2 separate regions of the Oryctolagus cuniculus genome follow, and region 2 is linked to region 1. The links are chromatin contacts, called in public Micro-C maps. All regions are on one chromosome and are shown on one strand. Each heading gives the region's core, a stretch centred on a gene start, on an enhancer-like site or on the middle of the called end of the contact. The rest is flanking DNA. Distances are from core to core; before and after follow the strand shown. Region 1 holds the start of BOD1 (biorientation of chromosomes in cell division 1). Region 2 holds the start of CPEB4 (cytoplasmic polyadenylation element binding protein 4).

The links. Hi-C and Micro-C count contacts between places; a contact is called where the count stands out from the background.
Region 2: a contact with region 1 is called in a Micro-C map of ear pinna, with 5 times the contacts expected there. The contact joins the promoter of CPEB4 here to the promoter of BOD1 in region 1. A contact is called at or near these places in 4 of 6 Hi-C or Micro-C datasets (ear pinna, liver, psoas muscle and 1 more).

What each region holds. Positions count from the first base shown.
Region 1 is chr6:60,084,324-60,090,280 of mOryCun1.1, forward strand. It overlaps BOD1 (biorientation of chromosomes in cell division 1), which reads right to left and starts at 2,689. Exons shown (of 7, transcript XR_011389903.1): 1 at 2,217-2,689. It overlaps LOC127490555 (a long non-coding RNA gene), which reads left to right and starts at 2,764. Exons shown (of 3, transcript XR_007918564.2): 1 at 2,764-3,100; 2 at 3,339-3,443.
Region 2 is chr6:60,320,175-60,326,131 of mOryCun1.1, forward strand. CPEB4 (cytoplasmic polyadenylation element binding protein 4) reads left to right here and starts at 3,756. Exons shown (of 8, transcript XM_008255399.4): 1 at 3,756-5,957. The coding sequence starts at 5,218.

The sequences.
Region 1 (5,957 bases), core at 1,439-3,938:
CCTGGCTCCTGGCTTCTGCCATCGGATCAGCGCGGTGCGCCGGGCGCGGCGGCCATTGGAGGGTGAACCAACGGCAAAGGAAGACCTTTCTCTCTGTCTCTCTCTCTCACTGTCCACTCTGCCTGTCAAAAAAAAAAAAAAAAAAAAAAAAAGAAGATGGGTGAAGAGTAAAGTTCAGATTTCCACCTACTATCTGCCTGGCAACTCTTTTTCCTGCTGTGTTCTCCATCTCACAAGGTTGGGCAGTAGGTGCCATGTTCTCCTGGCCACAGGGGTGGACGCCGGAGCCAAGCTAACACAAGGCAGACCTGCCCTGAGGTGTTTTTGAATCAGCGCTGAGGGTCCCTTTCTAGAAGTAAAAGCCGTAAAAGGCAGCCATGAGGCAGTGGCGAGCAGACGGACGACTCCACCCTGCAGTCAAAGAGGCGCAGAGAACAGGCCTGAGACTCAGCCGGCGGCAGCCAGCGGCAGTGCCAACGCAGCCCTTAACCACAGCAGTCCCATCATGCACTCCTCCCTGGGGCTTCAGGAGACATCAGAAACGGCCCTTTGCTGAGGAGTTAGCACTAGACTCATCCTGGTACCACACCTTCTACTTCTAAAAATAACTCAATGGGTTTGAACCGAATTATTTGCTGAGAAAGGGCAAAGGGCAGTGAACATCACCACTGGACAATACAGAATAATCCTGTCTGTTCCAGAAGTCCAAGGAACTACTTTACTGTCCTGTGTATCCTTCCCTCTACTCAATCAGCTTGCTTTGGACGCACTGCAAAGCAAATAAGCGACCTGTTCTCTCTTCTTTCCCCTGAGGACTCTAGAATTGGCCTAACGAGTTCCCAGGTGATGCCGACGCTGCCGATCCAAGGAACACACGTTAAGAACCACTGGCCTGACGCTGGCCAAGGTCTCAGCTAAGCTCGGCCTGCAAACAGACTACCTTCAGAAGGAAAAGCATTAGCAAAAGGTAACTAGGGTAACTAGCTAGGGTAACTAGCAAAAGCAACAGCTTGGGGGGGGGGGGCAAGCGGAAGGCTCCGAGAACCGGATTCCCCAGGCTCTACCATCACGTGCACACACTCCGCCCCTCAGAACCTCATGGATCAGAACATGAGTGGAGAACAGAGGAGAACTCAGGAGTCCAGAGACAGGTGGACGCTCTGTTAGTGTATGAGACCCTTAGACATCGTGTTGCACTGCTCCCACTCCTGTTGGGGGTTTTTGCCTGGGAGGAGGCCAACAGGACCCTGACTAGATACTGGCCTGCTGGCTCAGGGTCTGCTTTCCCGCAGGGACTCACCTGTCCCGCATCCTCAGAGCCTAATGCACTAGAGGACAATACTCGTCAGGTCTTTCCCTATCTTTAAACATCCATTAAGCTCACAATGTTGCTGTGAGGTAGGCAAGCTCAGAGGAGAAATTGTGCTTTCCAGAAGCCCGGGCCACAGCAGAGAGCTGGCCTGGAGGAGGGGCAACCGGGACAGAATCCGGCGCCCCGACCGGGACTAGAACCCCGGGGTGCCGGCGCCGCAAGGCGGAGGATTAGCCTAGTGAGCCGCGGCGCCAGCGGGAGAAACTGAAAAGGGAGACGACGAACACTCCTTCAAGGACTGTACGACACCACAATACTTCATTGAATCCACGTAGAAGTGTGGTGGCATCTTCCTGGGCGACCGGCCGCTGGCACTAGGATCTACAACAGGCACCCATCTTTAACTTCATTCCATGATGTAGCAGCAGATAAGGGTGCTGTTTCCATTAACAGCGAACCTTAATTCACCTGCGCACTAAAGCCTACACGTCACTGAGCTGGCGACAAGGGCCATGACAGCGCACTCAAGCCCCCTGAGCAGAGACTGGGGAGGCAGCCTAAGTATTCTGGCACAGCTTCCTGGCTTTGGTTTGTTCTTGAGGGCCCTAAAGCTGCTCCGTCTTGGGGAAACCAGGGTGTAGGTTCCAAAGTCTGTACTGAACCCCCAGGTTCAGAGAAACGACTGCTCTAAAACAAATCACGGCTGGCAAGCGCCCGGCTGCGAGCCGACCCCACGTGTGCAGCACAGAGAGACCTCTGCACTGCCCCAAGTGGCGCGGCAGCTCACTGCTGAGATTTTTAAAGCTCTCTTTTGTTTTGCTCTTGCTTCTGGACAATCCAAGCTGCAACCTCCACGGCCTCACGCCCAGCCCCCACTCCCCGCGGCCCGGGCGGCTTCAGCTACCTTGGTGTCCACGTCGGCCAGGCAGTCCCGGCGGAAGCTGTCAAACAGACCTCGGCTCTTGAGCTGCTCCACAATGAGGGCGATGAGCTGCGGGTCCCCGGGAGGCAACGAGGCCGGGTTGATGGGGCCGCCGCTCCCGCCGGCCCCCGACGCACCCGTCGCGGCCCCGGTAGAGGCCTGGCCTGCTCCGCCGCCGCCCACAGCGCCCGTTCCCCCGCCGCCGCCGCTGTCCGCCATGCCTGCGCCCAAGGCCCGCGGAGGATGCCAAACACGCGACAGAGGGCGTGAAGTGAGTGGAGTTGGAGGCAGACGCGGAGGAGGGCGGCGCCAAGGAGGCAGCGGCGGAGGTGGTAATAGCGGTGGCGGTGGCGGTGGCGGTGGCGGTGGCGGTGGCAAGGGCAACGGCAGAGCAGGCAGGTTCCGAAGCTGCGGAGACGGAGGTGGAGGCTGCAGAAACCGCCCGCGGCGGTCCCGGCGCGCTCCCGATGGCGTCACCCTTTCCCTTTGCATTGTGGGGCAGGTGGTTTTCTGCAGCCATCCCCGCCATTCTTATAGGCAGAAAGTTTGTCGAGGAGAACTACAACTCCCGGCAGGCTCCTGGCTGCAGTCGCGAGTTCGCGGGGCCATGTGGGAATTGTAGGCTCAGGTCGTCAGCATTGCGGCCACCTGACTGGCCTTCCCCGCCCGGTCTTGGCAGCCTTCCAGCTAAATCAGAGCTTATCAACAGTGCCTGATTATAGGAATCAGCTGTAGAGCTGATTAAAAGTGTGGGTTACAGGTTTATCCCTTAAAGGCTTTGATTCAGCACTTCTGGGTCGGGGCTTTGGAATCACGCGCTGCTACGTCCGCCTTGAACAGTGTGAAGGGGGGGCGGAGAACAGCTGGTTAGTCCTAATAACAATATTTTTAAAAATGTAGGGTGTTTTTTTTCCCTTTCTGATTTCAATTTCGGTGCTCGCCGGTTTTAGAAAGTAGTAAAATAACAGAAATGTAAAGAAAAAAGCCTCCCTTCATTTTCTTACATATGTGTGAATTTCCTCACAAATATTAAATATTGTCGATAACCATAGCCGACTCGGCCATCAAATAACAGGCCCTCCTATTTCCGCCTTTTTTTTACAGCTGCAGAAACAAAAGGAGGCACAGGACTGCTCGTTACCCAGCCAGTGCAAGAGCAGGATTTCAATCCAGGTTTCCCGAATCCAAGTCCTGTGTATTTCACCTAAGGTATACCGCATCCTGAGAGGTAGCGGGCATTGCGCCATAGCTAAGGCTTTGTGTATTGATTTTTTTAATCAGCCACGGTTCACTATGGGAAGCTGCCACCACTCTCCTCCCTTCCCTTTAGCCTTGTGCCCATTATTAACTCCAATCCTGCTCCCTGCTCCTGCAATTACACCTGCTATTGTTATTTGTCATCTGACCTAAGCAATGGAGGGGAGGCACATCCTAAATTCTGCAGTATTTCTGGCTCCTGCGAAGACATAGCCCAAGCGAGAGAGCCAAGATCCCCACTCCAACACTTACTACCCAAGAACGTGGAACATGACCCTCCACATAGATGTTCTGGTGTTGGGTCATGCCGCTGCTTTTGTGACGCAGTGACACTTAATGGTTGAGTTAAGGCCAGTTTCTCTCTATGGCTGCCCGGCTTTGAAATGACCCAAGGTCTTTGTTAGCCGTCTGCACCCTGACCATTCATCTCTAGCCCAGGAGAAACCCGGTTCAGGCTGCCTTGCCCCACACTCATTCTCCTCCAAACTTCTCCAACATGACCAGCTGCTTGTCGTTTCTGACATGCTACGCTTTACCCTGTCCTACAAGGAAGCTTTCTTGACCCCAGACCTAATCAGATCTTGCTCCCTGATTTATGTCCTCAGAGCCTGAGGCATTTTTGCAGTTATTCTGACTGAGAGGGAATAAGCTATAATCTGGCCGCGTGTCTCTTCTGCCAGAGTGGGAGCTTTAGACGAGGGGCCGTGCCTTGTTCATTGCTGGTCTTCAGCTCAAAGCTTAATTCCTTGCTCCTCTGGAACTCATCTAAGTGGGGTGGGTGGGGTGGGGTTGGGGGATGGGGGTCCGAGGTAATTTATACTAAGGCAGGCTTTTGACTTAACCAAACCCTGGAACAGAGGTCCTCCACTACATCCAAAACACCCATGCAGAGACATGTAATACACAGCAATGGTCATCAGGGGGCGCCATTGCTGTATTAATAGCGCGGAGCAGTTGGACTTGTCTGGGCAGAATCTTGTTTTGACTTAGGCGTAGGTAGCAATCTCATTTGGAGGCATCCTTTAACAAATCGTTGTTGCTTCGCAATGTTCAAACTTGCCAGTAACAAGTTGCCCAAGCCCAGTGAGTTACACGTGAAAAGGCAGAGCCTTCACAAGCCCAAATCCAAACCTTGAAGGGGAAACGGCAGAAACTGGGGGGGGAAAAAAAGAGAGAAATGAGATCCATAGGTTGCCAAGGGAGATATGAAAAAGTAGTCAAATGCATGGGCTTTTTGCGTGTGCTGCCGCTGGACGGAGCGCCAGGTTCTTTGCTTGTGGTTGGTGTGACCGGGAACTGCATCCAGGGTGGGGAGGAGGATTCCCATTTAGCAGAACTCCAGGTCCCTAGCACGCTTGATTAACATTATCTTGTGAATTTCCCTTTGCGTTTGGAGGCTGATTAACCTCTATCGCCCCCACTGGCCCCTAAACTCCAGAAGGCAGGGCTGCTCTGTTGCACTCAGCACTGCATTCCTAGCACTCGGAACAGTGCCTGCTGGGGCCAATGTGGTGTGCAGCGGGTTAAGCTCCTCTTGTGATGCCAACATCCCATATCCTAGTGGCGGTTGGAGTCCTGCTGCTCTGCTTTTGACCCATCTCCCTGCTGATGTGTCTGGGAAGGCAGCAAAGGTGGCCCAAGTACTTGGGCCCCTGCCATCCATGTGGGAGACCCGGATGGAACTCTAGGTTCCTGGTGTCGACCTGGCCCACCCCAACCATGGGGCCATTTGGGGAGTGAACCAGCAGGTGGAAGATTCTCTCTTTCTCTTTAAAGATTTCTTTATTTATTTAAAAGGCAGAGTTACAGAGAGGCAAAGAGAGAGAAACTCTTCCATCCACTGGTTCACTCCCCAAATGACTGCAACGGCCGGAGCTGCGCCGATCTAAAACCAGGATTCAGGAGCAACTTCCAGGTCTCCCACATGAGCACAGGGGCCCAACAATGTAGGTCATCTTCCACTGCTTTCTCAGTCCATAGCAGAGAGCTGGTCAGAAGTGAAGCAGCCGGGACTCAAACTGACGCGCATATAGCGGTTCTACCTTCTAAGCCACAGCGCCAGCCCCTCTCCCTTTCTCCCCCTCTCCCTCTCCCTCTCTCTCTCTCCTTCTCCCTTTCTCTTTCTCCTTCCCTGCCACTCTGCCTTTCAAATAAATAAAATAAATCTGAAAAAAGAATAGTACCTGGTATACACAGACTCTCTGTAAATATCTGATGGCCAAATTAAAAATATGAGTGAGCGAGTGGGAAACTTACTGTTGGAGGTGTAGGACAAGGCACTTGGAAACTTGTAATACTGCCCTGCACAGTTAATACTCAAAGAGGTCAGGAACAATCCAGCGATTTGTCTGTAATACACGACTGAGCTGGACTCCCAGCCTGGGACCGGAAGCAAGAGCAGAGGTGAGAAGTACAGGGGTTGCCCTGGAAACCTTCTATTCTAGGATCTTGGTCTGTAAGTAAGAA
Region 2 (5,957 bases), core at 2,506-5,005, 240 kb after region 1:
ATCCTTCTCTCTCCTACCTTTGCAGGACCTGCCTTTGAATATTATTTTTTAAGATTCATTAAAATATATATTGCACCACTACATTAGAATGCTTATTAATGTTGCCAGGCAAAATAACTGCTGGTATTAATCTCTTGAGGGACTGAACCATATACCTGCCCAGACTTGTCCTCACTACAGCTCCCCAACCAAAACCAACATCAAGGACACTGTGTCCTTTAATTCAAGTACAGAGAGCTCCTGGGCCACTAACTCTAATAGGATCAACTGCTTCAAATACTTCTACATTCAACGAGCATATACTCAGGAACTTGACAGTAATACCAGGTGGATTTTGCAAAAAAAAAAAAAAAATTTTTTTTGTATACTGTGTCCATGTCTCACAGAAATGAAGTGAAGCCAGCAGCTGTGTTGGACCACTCCAGGAGGTGGCATTCACATGCCACATGTGCGTGGTACCTTATGGAGTTGACAGTGTACACCCAGGTGGTGGCCCTGATCATTGAGGTCATTAGACAGGCTCTGGGGAGCTTGGGTGTAGACTGTTGGGAGAAGGCTGACACTGTACATGTCGAGGGCAGTGGTAGAAGACATTAAGGCTGAGTTCATCCTGTGTGATTATGGGGTGAGATTTATAGTCACTGCCAAGGCTAGTGGAGGCGATACTAAGATCCTGCTTCCTGGGAGGCTCCACGTTTGAGGTGTGGTTGACCTCAAAACCCAGAGGGAACTGGGTAGTAGCCAGCCGGGTATGGGAATTCCCTAGCCTAAGACATCTCCACCAGGAAGTGTCCATCTTTGCTGCATTAGACAGGAAGGGAGTTTTCCTTTTAGTTTTAATTTTTAAAAAAATCTGGTAGCATCTCAATGTTTGGGTAGAGCTTGCTTTCCCTGCAGCCTGAAAGCTTCCCGGGGAATGCGTTTCATGGGAAGGGCTCTCTTCTGCCAGCACAGTGTTCAAGCCAGCACTCATCTGCAGCCGTAGATGCCTTTGGAGAGCCTAAATGGAGCTGCTAAATTGTTGTCATGGATACCGCAGGACAGTTGCTGAAACCAGAATGTTTTCAAGGAGGGCAGCCCTGGGTTGGGTATCCTAGGTTTCTAAGTAGGCAACTGACCCAAGAGAATTGATTTTCCCCTTCCTTCTCCTCTGTCCCTGGTCCCCAAGCAGGAACCAGCGATCCTCCTAATTTCAGCCCAGCCCAAACCTACTGCCCACAGTTGATGGTGCCTTCAAAGACCAGACTGACCCTGCAGCGCCAGACGGCGGCTCTGGGTGTGCCTTCTACAAACCAAGACAGGTTCCTGGATTCCTTTGTGCATACAGCTGCTTCTAGGCAAAAGATGCGTGTGATGCAATTCTCTGCCCTTAGTATGTTAAGAAACTAATACTGTGGACTCCTCCTAGCAGGTCAGCCCTTACCTGTAGCTCCTGCAATTCACAAATCTAGAGAGGGAGGAAATCTCACACACATTTCATCCCTAAGAAACCCATGGCTTGCAAAGATAATGCCTGGGGCCATACAACTAGGAAGCAGCAGGACCGGGATTCAAACCTGGGGCTACTTGGTTCCAAAGGTAGTTCTTTTTCCACTAAGCTGTGGCTGCCATTTTAGTCACTGAGAAAAACTGATAGTTCCAAGAAAATTTCAACTGTCTACTGGGAATGGCACATTCATACATTCATTCAATAAACACATCCCAAGTTGGCTCTGTCTCAGACTCTCTGCGGGCCGCTAGGGACAGAGAGCAGACACAGTCTCTGCCTTCAAGACACCAACCCACCGGTAGCCCGCAATAATTAAAAGAGAAGAATCTATGAGATGCTACAAGGAGGGACAGTCAGAGAAACCATCCTGGGGGAAATGACTTCATCTAACTGGAGCAGCTACAGCTCAAGGCATGTCCTGCCGTGGAGAACAAACAAGAGTAAGGCACAAGCCTTGTGCCCAAGAACTCAGAGCTACAGAGAGGAGGCTCGCGCTCATGATGATTAAGGGCCCATGGCAGTGCTGCAGCATTGAGAGATTTAGGCAGGAGAATTCAGAACCATTAGCAGGGGACTCTCGGGGTGAACTGGAAGCCATCTTTGCTCATAAGATTTTTTGTTACTCCCCCTATCTTTTTCCGATGTTTTGCTCCGGTCACTTTCAGCTCTATGTTGATTTTTCCCCCATTTCTTGCTAAAGTAAAACAGTCAACACCTTTAAAATCTGAGCTGAGAGTGAGGCATTACCCTAGGCTTCCATGGTCCTCACAGTGGTGGAAAAACACAAAGCCGAACAAGGTGGAACCCTTGAGCCGCAAACAAAGAACCTAAATGATGACAGAGATGTGAGCGCCAAACCAAATGGTGCAAAGGACTAAATAATTCAGGCTTGGCAATGGGGGATGGTCCTCTGGGAAAGTTCTCATGGTTGCCCATTTGTTCATTCATGGCGTCAGGATTCATTCACTGATGCCTCTTATCTATCCCCGTTTACTCCTCAAAGAGTCCAGAGTGGCACACTGCTCTGGGAGAAACACCCAACTGTGACAAGATAGTGTGATAAGCAAAAGCAAGATACATACGGGCGTAGACACTTTTAGAAGAAGGAATTCAGAAGACAGAGTTGGTAGCTTTTGAACTGATTTCTCAAACTATAGAATTTATCGGATGTTGAAGAGAAGGGCACGGAAAAACACACTGGCAGTTTGAGGGTATTTCAACATGTTCGTGGAAAAATGGATTTAGAGGACAAGTTTATTTTGGTGCAGAACATTTTTTGCAGTTCAAGCATAGTGTTCTTTTTGTTTTTTTTTTTTTTTTTTTTTTTTTCTTTTAGATCACGCACTGTCCATAACCCTTTTGAAGACATCTCATATGCAGCAAATCCTTTTTTTTTTGCATTACTTTTTGGAACTCCCCTTGTATGTCTGAAGGGAGACGAGGCAGTAAGATGCATTGTGGACAAGGTGGAAAACCTTGAACGCCAGACTAAGGAGCGTGGCCATTATCCTCTCGGCGGTGGGCAGCCACAGAAGAGAGCTGCACACGCGGAGGCCTAGGATAAAATTGTCTCCCCGGTGGATGGGGGTGGGAGCTGAGCCGCTGACGCCCACGAGCGCTACATCTCTGTGCCTGGGAGACTGCATCAAAGGCGAACCTAAGACAGGCTGGGGACAGGGGGGTGCGGGTGCGGAAACGGAAAGTGACTGGAGGAGAGTCCCTCATGAGGTCTGCGTTCTGGGCAAGGGCATACGCAGTTCTAGGCACCGCACAGCTGCTGGCAACACTGCCTCCCCTTCCAGATCCCTCTGGGGCGGAGCTCAGGCCAGAGCACGTGATGCTTGGGGCACCACCTTTACTCAGGGCAGACCTCCCGTTCATCCGCGGTTTCACGGGTTACCACTTTTATTCCTAACACCTTAACCTCATGCCATAGTGTGTGAAGAGTCCATTCTCTTCAGCGCGTCCCTCTTCGATCTTTCGGCAAAGCCCTATTGGCGAAAGTAATCGTCGAAGGAATCCTTTGCCCACACAAAAGATGGCGACCAGCTGCGCTCGCTTTGGGTGGGGGCATCGGACTCCAGACGCCGGGCCTCACTGGGCGAGGCGCAGACGGAAGGGGCGTTTCTCGGGCTCACTTTTCGACCTTCCTGGGAGGGGCACTGAGCTTTGGAGGCGTGGTCCCCTTGGAATTCTAGCAGACGATTGGTATTTAGGCAGGGGTGGGCGGGGCATCCGCGTTACCCCACCCCTCCCTCTTCGAACCGGAAGTGTCTCTCGGTCTTTCCAGCTGGTTGTCATTTCACTCGGCTCGGTCCTGAGGAGAAGGACTCAGCCGCGGCTGCGGGACCCGGGCACCGGGAGGCGGTGGCGGCGGCGGCGGCGGTGGCAGCGGCCACAGCAGAGGGGGACGAGGAGGAAGAAGGAAAGAAAAAGAAGAGCCAGGCGGAGCCCGCAGCCACGACAGCGGGGACTGCGGGACCGGGGTAAAGAGGCGGCGGCGGCGGCGGCCCAGCAACCGTGAGGAGAAACAAAAGCCTTCCAAATTATAGTTTAAAAAAAAAGATCCGGGAGAAAAGAGAGATAGAGCCAAGGGGGGAGGCCTTTCTCCTTTAGAGTAACTACGGTAGTGGGTTTTTACTTTTTTTCCCTCTTTGTTTTTTCCCCCCCCGTGCGGAGAATCGAACTGAGAGAACTGAACAAACCGCCCCTGGGTCCCATGAGGGAAAAAAACCCCGGAGCCGCAGAGAGGGGAAGAGGCAGAAACCGCAGGACCTTCCAGGTCGCCCGCTGGGTCCCCGCACCCCCAGGCCGCCAGCTCGCCCTCGTCGCGTCTCGCTAATCCCTCCCGATCACGCTCCCTCCCCACCCCCGCCGAGGGAGAGCCCGGTGTTTCCAGCCCCTTTCATGGGGGAGAGGAGGCCGGGGGGAGCCCAGGGACGACGACCGCAGCAGGATCTGCACCCGGAGCCTCAGGAGCAGCCCCAGAGGCCACAGCTGCGCCCTGCGAAAGAGCAGAAGCAGGACCAGGAACAGCAGAGAGCTCCGTGCGATCATCTTTCCATTAGTCCATGCTGACTTCCTCTCCCGCAACCAGGAGTTCACCCCCCCTCCCAGCCCCAGATAACCTAATATAATCTATCTATATAAATATATAATATATAATGTTCTTAAATTATTCCTGATTTTTTTTAACCAAGCTGCCAAGAAAAGAACGTATTCTCCCCTTAGCCCTATTCTAATTTTTATGTGAGTGAATCTAAACTGCTGGGGAAGACCTTATGTGATTGTTAAATTATATATATATATATATATTTTTACTCTGCTCAATGCTTATTCTTCTACATCCATAGATGCTTGAGAAGCTGTGTTTTTGTCATTCATGTACATTTTCCTTTGGAAAAAGAAAGCGCCTATTTTACTAACCAAAGACTTGATTTTTACCCTCTCCATTTTTATTCCCTCCTAGAAAGAAGCCCAATTGGATTCATGTCAATGTTTTAAGAAATTTTTTTTTTTGTAGTTGTGAATTTTTTTCTTCTTTCAGAGACCAGAATTCCAAATCAGAACTCCTTAGGGTGATAAGCTGCAATTGTTGAGCTAGCTATACATCAGATTTCAAGCAAGCAAACAACTGAAATTTTGAATAGAGGGGTGGGGGCAAAAAGAGACAGGAGACATCAGGTTGTCATTTTTGGCTGAGCAGATTCTGATCCTAAAAATAATAAATGGGGGATTACGGGTTTGGAGTGCTAGTGCAAAGCAATACTGGGAATAAATCTGCTTTTCCAGTCAGATTCCATCCACATCTGCAGCCTCCACACCATCACCAAAATGCCACCCCCAGCCCTGCTGCTTTTATAAATAATAACACAGCTGCCAACGGCAGCAGTGCTGGCTCAGCCTGGCTCTTTCCTGCTCCCGCTACCCACAACATTCAGGATGAGATCTTGGGGTCAGAAAAAGCAAAAAGTCAGCAGCAGGAGCAGCAAGACCCCTTAGAGAAGCAGCAGCTGTCCCCGAGTCCAGGCCAAGAAACTGGAATACTGCCTGAAACGGAGAAGGCGAAGTCGGAAGAAAATCAAGGGGACAATTCTTCGGAAAATGGCAATGGGAAGGAGAAGATAAGAATCGAATCACCAGTGTTGACAGGCTTCGATTACCAGGAGGCCACGGGGCTAGGTACTTCGACCCAACCCTTGACATCCAGTGCGTCCTCTCTCACCGGCTTCAGTAACTGGTCAGCAGCGATAGCGCCTTCTTCTTCTACCATAATCAATGAAGATGCAAGTTTTTTCCATCAGGGAGGGGTCCCTGCTGCGTCGGCTAATAACGGTGCTCTGTTGTTTCAAAATTTTCCCCATCACGTCAGCCCGGGCTTTGGAGGCAGCTTCTCCCCTCAGCTCGGGCCTCTTTCACAGCACCACCCTCATCACCCTCATTTCCAGCATCATCACAGCCAGCATCA